Linked DNA regions of Mus musculus: regions 1 and 3 are each linked to region 2. Evidence: chromatin contacts called from public promoter capture Hi-C data. All regions are on one chromosome and are shown on one strand. Each heading gives the region's core, a stretch centred on a gene start, on an enhancer-like site or on the middle of the called end of the contact. The rest is flanking DNA. Distances are from core to core; before and after follow the strand shown.

The links. Promoter capture Hi-C pulls out the DNA fragments that hold promoters and counts their contacts.
Region 1: a contact with region 2 is called in a promoter capture Hi-C map of erythroid cells, with 16 times the contacts expected there. The contact joins the promoter of Ppcdc here to the promoter of Senp8 in region 2. A contact is called at or near these places in 2 of 39 promoter capture datasets (erythroid cells and liver).
Region 3: a promoter capture Hi-C map of erythroid cells shows a contact between it and region 2, with 27 times the contacts expected there. The contact joins the promoter of Fam219b here to the promoter of Senp8 in region 2. A contact is called at or near these places in 2 of 39 promoter capture datasets (erythroid cells and liver).

What each region holds. Positions count from the first base shown.
Region 1 is chr9:57,438,799-57,441,498 of GRCm38.p6, reverse strand. Ppcdc (phosphopantothenoylcysteine decarboxylase) reads left to right here and starts at 1,385. Exons shown (of 7, transcript NM_176831.5): 1 at 1,385-1,429. It overlaps Scamp5 (secretory carrier membrane protein 5), which reads left to right. Exons shown (of 7, transcript NM_020270.3): 7 at 1-172.
Region 2 is chr9:59,749,249-59,751,948 of GRCm38.p6, reverse strand. Senp8 (SUMO/sentrin specific peptidase 8) reads left to right here and starts at 1,300. Exons shown (of 2, transcript NM_027838.3): 1 at 1,300-1,371. Myo9a (myosin IXa) reads right to left here and starts at 775. Exons shown (of 44, transcript NM_173018.2): 1 at 604-775.
Region 3 is chr9:57,536,185-57,539,098 of GRCm38.p6, reverse strand. It overlaps Fam219b (family with sequence similarity 219, member B), which reads right to left and starts at 1,571. Exons shown (of 5, transcript NM_001166364.1): 1 at 1,265-1,571; 2 at 988-1,075; 3 at 211-288. The coding sequence starts at 1,478.

The DNA.
Region 1 (2,700 bases), core at 136-2,635, 2.3 Mb after region 2:
GGAGTCCTCCTGTCTGTCGCCAGCCAGTGACCTGCTTTTGCATTCTCCTGGTGCCCACTGCCCCTTGTTTCTGAGAGACACAAACTATCCCCTCATTGGCAGTTGACCTGCCCGAGCCAGTGTCTATCTGTGTAACTGGATGAATATAATAAAGGGATCATTTGACCCTGTATGTCCCTCTGTGTTACTTGTCTCCATGTGGGTCTCAATGAAGCCTTGATGTGGGATGTGAAGCAGGGTTGTGGAATTGAGTTGAGTGGATCTGTGATGCCAAAAACCATGTATTTTGTGATCCTTCCTCTGAAGCAGCCCTGAGTAGGCCATGAAGTAGTTGCCACAACTACCAGTTAGGAAATAGGAGTGGCCTGTAACACTGAGTGAGGCGCATGGCCTGACTGTGTCTGTGACTTAGGGTTTCCATTGCTGTGAAGAGACACCACGACCAAGGCAACTGTTATAAAAGGATAACATTTAACTGAGACTGGCTTGCAAGTTCAGAGGCTCAGTCCAGTATTGTCAAGGCGGGAAGTATGGCAGCATCCAAGCAGTCATGGTGCTACAGAAGCTGAGAGTTCTATAACTTATTCCAAAGGCAGTCAAGAGAAGACTGGCCTCAGGTGGCTAGGAAGATATATTTGCCCACCCCCACAGTGACACACTTCCTCCAACAAGGCCACACCCACTCCAACAAGGCCATACTTCCTAATTGTTCCTAATTCCCTGGGCTAAGCATATTCAAACCACCATAGCCCTTAGTGTTAGGACTAGAAGACTGGCCTTCCTTAGCTCCCATGGTGGGTCTCTTGAAGCTGATTGAGTGGGCTCAATGAACATGTAAGTTCTTGAAATTTCTGATTGCTGCAGGGTAATGACTACAACGATTCGAATGTGCCTAGGCTTTGCCAAAGATGTGCTCTCTAAGAATGTTGTCTAGATCCTCTGTGATGGTCATCTCTCAAGATTCCTCTCAAGTAGCAATGGGCACGGTAGCACACCCCTTTGATCCCAGCACTTATGAGGCAGAAGCTGGCAGAGTTCTAAGTTTCAGACATGCCAGTTATTGAAAGAGAGAGAGAAAGGAAAGAAAGAAAGAAAGAAAGAGAGAAAGAAAAGAAAAAGAAAGAAAAGGAAGGAAAGAAAAAGAAAAAGAAAGAAGGAAAGAAAGAGAAAGAGGGAGAGAGAGAGAAAGAAAGAAAGAAAAAAAAGAAAAAAAGAAAAAGATTGCTCAAAGTGAGCCTTTCAATGTCGCGGCTCCCCTGCCTAATGTGGCTTTAGCCTTGCACAGGGAGCCCCAATGACTACAACTCCCAGAAGCCACAGAAATAGACCACGACTCCCAGAAGGCCATGCGATCACTCGCTTTCTCTGGAGTCATTTAGAGCCGGAAAGGCGCCTAGATACCGCGATACTTGCGGGTATCCTGGAGCTGGTGAGCAGTGGAAGGGGCGGGAAAGCTGTGTCGGTGGTGCCGCCGGGTGGGGCGGTGGGAGAAGCTCCTCTGGTCGCTGTGGGTCCGCGTGAAGGTCCATGTGTAATGTGTCAGATGTGGGGCTATAGGTGTGACTCCAGTCTCAGAATTGGGGGCTATGCAGCTGCACCGGTGCCCGCAGATATCATGCTCTATCCTTAGTTTAAAAGACACCCACACTTGACGCTTACCTTTGAAAAACTGCAGCATAAGGTGCCCCCCTCCCAAAGATTTAGGACCGCCCCGAAATACAAACTTTTTTTTTTTTTTTTAAATTACGTTTATTTTGTAAGAGGGGTGGCTGTCACAGCGTGCGTGTTGAGGTCATAGGACGACCTGCAGGACTCAGTTCTACCCTGTAAGTCCCGCCCTCATTCAGGGCCTCAGACTTGTCTGCAAGCTACCTTGCTGAGCCAACGTGCCTCAAATTGTATTTTATAATCATAAACGAGAGAAAGGAGAACGCTGGCAGTATTTAGATGCTTAAACCCTAAACTTGCCGAGTGGCATTTCAAATTAGAGTTAGAGCAGTTTTTGTCAGAAAAAAAAATGTCACCGTCACCGACGTTTGGAATATTGGAAGCCAGAACTAGATAGTGGGCAGGAGAGATTCCCAGCTGCAGGAAGTGATGCGTGTTTGGGAGCTGGGGTCTTCTGCTTCTTTCTAGCAGCTGGGAACCAGCAAGGCTGTGATGTATCTTCCTGACACGTGTCCTCAAGAGGTGTACAGATGAAACTGCAGTAACTTTAGAGGCAAACATGCCTACTTCCGGTTTGAGACATCCATTGGAAAGCCAAACATTTTGGCTGCAACCAGCATTCCTTAGGTGCAGTGTGGTCACACTTTCTTGGCTACAGTCTTGCCCGTATCCTGTGGTCACATTTTCTTGGCTACATTCTTGCCCATTCTATTACTGGTAGGTATACATGGAAATTTTATACTTTGTCCTTGATTAAACTGAGAGAATTATAGTCTCACACAGAGGCCTCTTTCTCTGCTGTGTATGTGTTCTCTCTGTGTCTCTCTTAAATTTCTCTCTCCCTTCCCCTCCATTCTCCCCCTCGTTTTTTTCTCTTTCCCTCCCTCTCCTCCCTCCCTCTCCCTCTCAGGGTCTCACTGTGTAGCCCTAGCTACAGGACTTAGTATGTTCGAATCTCAACTCCTAGAAATCTGTTTGTTTCTGCATTCCAAGTGCTGGGATTAAAGGCATGTGCCACCAAACCCTACTTTT
Region 2 (2,700 bases), core at 51-2,550:
GGGGGGGGGGGGGTGTGAGGGGGCGATCCAGCACTCTGATGGTGATTTGAAGGGCTAACCGGAGACCTACTAGGTAAGAGCATCATGACATTGGGCTATCTGAAAGCTCGTATGGGTAGGGGGAAAACCTAGCAAACCTGACTGGAAGTAAGCTGCGTGAGGGTCCCTATGAAAGCTCGGGTAGCGATGACTCGTAGGATACCCAAAGATCTGGGACGTAGCAATGCATTAGGAAGCAGTAGTGGCCTTGGTTCCCAGACAAGGATCCGCTCCGACATAACGGTGTCTAGAGGTTCCAGTCAGAGTCCTAAAGAGGGTCTAAAGAGGTTCTAGCAGGAGGTGGAAGGGGGCCAGTGACAGAAGCGCCGCGGCTACTGGTGGACAGAATGGTGTCTGGTCAATGAAAGGTACGGGAGAGTCGAGTCTGGGGGTGGAATCCCGGCGGTACTCCGGCGATTGCTAGGCTTTAGGGGCAGAGCTGCTGGCGGGGCGTCTCCGCCGGGGCGGGGCGGGGCAGCCCTCCGGGAGCCAAAGAGCCGAGCGGGAGACGTGGGCCGGGCCAGGCCAGGCGGCAGGGCCGCTGGGTGCTGGGGCGGGTCTTACCTCTGGCTGCGCCGCGGTGGCCACCACAGCCCCTTCCTCTTCGGCGGTAGCCGCTTCCCCAGCTCGGTTTCCAGGGTCAGAAGGAGAAAGCAGAGGCCGAGGCCGCCGGGGGGTAGGAGGGTTCCGCGAGGGTGGGCCCAGTCGCCTCAGGGTCCGAGAGAGCGGCGGCCGCGCATCCCCCGCCCTGTCAGAGAGACTCCGCCCGGACTGGGCAGGCACATCCCCCGCCGCACCCCGCCCAGAGAGCACGCGTTGGAAGCTAAACCGCGGTCCCTGCTTTTGCCCGGGGACCGGTATCTCCGCCGCAGTCCCTCCCCGTCCTGCCAGGACTTTCCGACGGCCACCGCCAACTGCCTCTGCGTCCCCAGTCCTCTCAGGCCTGCGCGCCCCCGACCCCGCTCACGCGGCCCCGCCCCGCGCGGCTCTCCAGCAGCAGCCGAGCAGGCGCGCGCGCACTTACCTCCCACGCCCCCTGCTGCCAAGCCCCGGACAGCCCCGCCCGGCCCCGCCTCCGCACGTGACGCTGCTGGAGCGGGCTGCCTGCGCTTGCGCGGACACGCCTATTTTCCACCCTCCGAATGGCCCCGCCTCCCCATTCCTTCTTCACTTTACGGCAGGGCTGAGACCTCCGTGTTAGATTCTCGATTACTACATAAAAACGTCGTAAGGTTGGAAAGGCAAACTCTGGGATTACGACCTTAAGTCTCACTTTCCGGCCAGTACAGAGCTCCCTGAAGGCTGGTTGGGTTGGTGAGGCCTGAGGAATAGGTAAGACGCCTCCTCCCTACTTAGGTTTGTCTCAGTTTTTGGAAGCAGTGGATCGCTTTGCGCTCCACGCAGACTCTAGTGTGTCCGAGCCCCTTCCTCATTCTGCAGCTGGATTCTCAGCGCCGCCCCTTTTCCACACACGCACGCCCCTCCCCCCACTTGTTCCCGCCCCCGTGGCCAAGTATTTCTTTCCATTCATTCCACAGACTTTTCACTGAGTTGTTTCTATGCTGTAAAATCCAGAATATTAGAAGAAAATGAAAAAATATCCGCTCTTTTGAAGTGCTGTGATGTAGGAAACAAAGAATCCGCAATGGTAACACAGTAAAATAACACGGGATGAGCTGAACACAAACGGGGGAGTGGGGGGGGGGGGGTCCTTGATTGCAGAAGAGGACTTTTCCCAAATGACTTTCAGGCCTGTGGAGAACTCGTGTTAAAACCTTGGTGGACCGAAACTGGCCAGAAAGAAAATGGGAGTAGAGAAAGGCTAGTACAAAGGCATGTGACAAACAACCTAAGAGTAAAAAGCAAGAGGATTGGCATATACCTAGTAAAAACCGCGCAGGTAGACTTCCATTTGAAACAACTAGACTATGTGGCGAGTGAATTTAAGGCCAATCTTGATCACAAGGCGGGGGAAACTTAACTATAACAAGTGCAAGAAATAATCAGATGCAGGTGCAAAGGCTGTTTTTGAAGATGGCTGATTGCCTGGGATGGCTGGCCTGTTAGCTCCTGAAAGAATAAGGCAGCTAGATCTCCAAGTGGGAAGCCAGTCTGAGCCAATTTTAAAAAAAAAAAAAAAAAAAAAAAAAAAAGCAGATATGGTAGTACACGCCGAGTTTCAGGCTAGCAGGGGATACATAGTGAAACCTTGCCTCAAAGAATAAAGTGAAGTTTAGCTCAGTGAGTAGAACAAGCACTAGATTCTGGGCTCTGGGTCAGTCCTGACTTGGGGAGGTCGGGGCGTGATGGGTGAGTGAAGGGTGAGCCATGGAACCTGAAAGTGAATGACTAAGGGTGAGGAGGGGTAGAGAAGAGAAAAACAGCAGGAGAACACGAGCTTGTCCGTCCATTAGAATCACCTAGGATGCTTTTTTTTTTTTCTTTTTTTAAGTAAAACTAATACCCCTCCAACAAACTATAGCTCACTAGATGACTAATGTTAAGGGTAGAGTCCAGCAAGCTACACAGGAGCGATGAGTGGTGTGAATAGACAAGAAGCTGAGGGAGTTGATTTCCAAACCTTAAAAGCAGGAATCCTTTGACGAGAAAGAATTGAAGATAAGATGAGAAGCTTTAGCAGAAGACTGAAAGAATTAAATG
Region 3 (2,914 bases), core at 322-2,821, 2.2 Mb after region 2:
GCTCCCGCAGGTGATTCTCGCTAAAAGTGCAAGCCCAATAGGACAGGAACACTTCCAGCCATGCTATCCCTGGAAGGGACAGCAGTCAAAAGAGAGCAGCCCTGGAGTGTACATGAAGGGCCTCGGGGGAGAAAGGCAGCAGGCAAGGGCATCAAGCACTCTGCTGATCTATTCAAGTCACTGCTGACTATTTCCAAGGAAAGCACTCACCTGTCAGAGTCGAGGGACACCAGGTTTTCATCTGGACTCTGGCTAAGAGCAGTGTAGCCCTTGTTAAACTTCACTGACCTGAGATGGGGCGGGGAAGAAAGCAGAGGCATTTCACAGGGAAGGCCAGAGCCCTGATCCCTATGCAGAAAGAACTGAGTGGACTATTCCAGACTTTCCTTCTACCCGGTCACAGTCACCACGAACTGCTGTTCTATGCAGTTGGCTCCGGCTTCTCGGATTCTTTTCTGGCCCACTCTACTGCACTGAAAGCTCCTAGGAAAGGCCCACCTCCCCATTTCAGGAACCAGGTAAAAAGCTGCATCTTTCCACCTTAGCCTGGGGATCCCAGGCAAGTCACATTTGAGTTTCAGCTATAAACAGCTGTGTGAGGTCTTATTCAGCTCTAAGAGGGTACCATTCTGCCTTTAAAAAACAAACAAAAAAAACTCCAAAAATACTGCACGGGCTCTCCATCTTCACTCCCGGGACTCCAGCAACCATCTCATCCTTTAATGCTATCCTATCTGTGCACTGATGCAACTCCCCTTTTACAAAGTCTATTTTATGACTTTTCTATTTTGCACAGTCTTTTAATAAAGAGTAGAGGTAGTTCCAGTTCTCACTCTCCCACCCAGCCCCATCCCTCCTAGTTCCCATTCTTAAGATACCAGCAAATAAGCTAGCTAGCTCAACCTTAAACAGTGCCCTGATTCCCAAACAGGAAGGGATAGGGCCTTTGAACGCTGCTGACAGAGGAAGTAAAAAGCCCAGTGAGACCTTTTCCCTGAAGAATCGGGTCGGTTCGTCAAGGCACCCAGCATGCCCTTTCTCCGCAGAACGGCCTTGGCATGGTCCCGGTGCTTCTCTGGAAGTCAAAGGGTCTTATGTCAGCCAGGTCTTCCCCATTCTGCTGCTTTTCGGACTGTCGGGGACAGGAGAGGGCTGCACCTAAACCCCCTCCACTCTGGGGACAAGATCACGGGGCTCTAGAGACCAACCCCAGGCCACAGCAACCCGCTCGGGCAGAGACCCTTATGCAGCCCACTGCACTCACTCAGCTTAGCCTGAATGGAAGGTGCGCGTGTCACCAAGTAGGGTCCCCGCTTCTCCATGGCGGGGGGCGGGCGTTCCCCGAGCCGGAGGCCCGCGCCGCCGCTCTGTCCGGAGGGCAGCCCCGCAGTTCCTGCCACGCTGTCGGGAGCCGCGCCAGGCTGAGACCCCTGGGTGGACATCCGCACCGCATGCCCGCGGAACTCCTCGGTCGCCATGACCGGTCCCGCCCCGCTCCGCCAGTGGCCAGACCGGCGCGGGGAAGAACGAATGACAAGACGTAACACGCCTTTAGAAAGATGGCGGCGCGCAGGCGCGGGTTTCCCTTGGCGCTTTCCGGCCGCCTGCTGCGGAGAGAGCATCAAGGTTCCGCCCTACCCGTCAGGAACTGGCCAGCCCAGGTCTTGCCTTTCAGGTACTCTGAGACCCGAAGTCTGTCTGAGCCTGTGGATGTGCAGGAAAGTCAGTTCAGTCTGTAGTCAAGTAAAATGACACATGGTAGGCTAGCGGGTTGTGCCGACCCAAGTCGCGTTGCAGGCCTCTTTCACCGCAGCCGGGGCTCCTTTAAGACCAATACAGGAGGGGTCGGGCTCATATGAAGGGGCTACAGGGCTCTTCTCTAGAAAACAGGCCTGGGAGGGTCAGGATTTACCCACGGCATCCTACACAAATGCCACCGGTTTTTGGTTTCTTGCCTGTCCGAGACCTTGGCAACAGCTGGCTCTTTTTTGTTTGTTTTTTGTTTTTTTCCGAGGCAGGTTTTCTCTGTGTAGCCCCCTGGCTGTCCTAGAACTCACTCTGTAGACCAGGCTGGCCTCGAACTCAGAAATCTGCCTGCCTCTGCCTCCCAAGTGCTGGGATTAAAGGCATACACCACAGCTGGCTCTCTTTAGGCATATTTCCACACTTAAATACAACCTTGGGGCTGGAATTATATAGCCCAGAGATAGACTTCTTGCCTGGCATGCAAAAGGCCTCCCTCCCTCCCTCTCCTTTTCCCTCTCTCTCTTTCCTCTTCTCTCCCTCCCTCTTTTGGTGGTAAAATGGGAAGTTAGGAATGATGGTGCACACCTGTAAGCTCAGGTCAAGGGAGGTGGAGGCCGAGTTCATGACAAGCCTGGGCTATAAGTCCTTGTCTTAAAAAAAAAAAAAAAAAAAAGAACGAAAGTCCTGCAGTAGCAAAAATAAATTGGACACCAGCAAGCAGGGTGAAAGTGCACTCTTGAGTCTATGTGGCAGGGTACAAGGCTGTGTCAAGACTCTTGACTCTGGCCCCCAAGGGATGTGCTTGTGTCTGGCTGGAAATAAGCTCCAGATCCTTGTAGAAACTGCCAAATATCGCGAGACTGTTCCATGGCTAACACATTGTCAAAGGGTAGGTCAATATTGTACAGCCGAAACCCAGGGACAAAAGAACAAAAAATGCTGCATAGGAGAAAAAGAAGCATTTGGGATCAGAGCTTTGGGAAAAAAAAAAAATCAGATTTGATAAAACCTATGCTATCTTGTGAATTCCACCCCAAACTATCTGCCGGACTCCTTTTATTTTTAGGCAGAATCTCGCTATGTAGCTCAGACTGGCCTTAAACTCACAATCCCCGAGCTTTGGTTTCCCAGGTACTGGAATTGCAGGTTTACACTACCATTCCCAGCT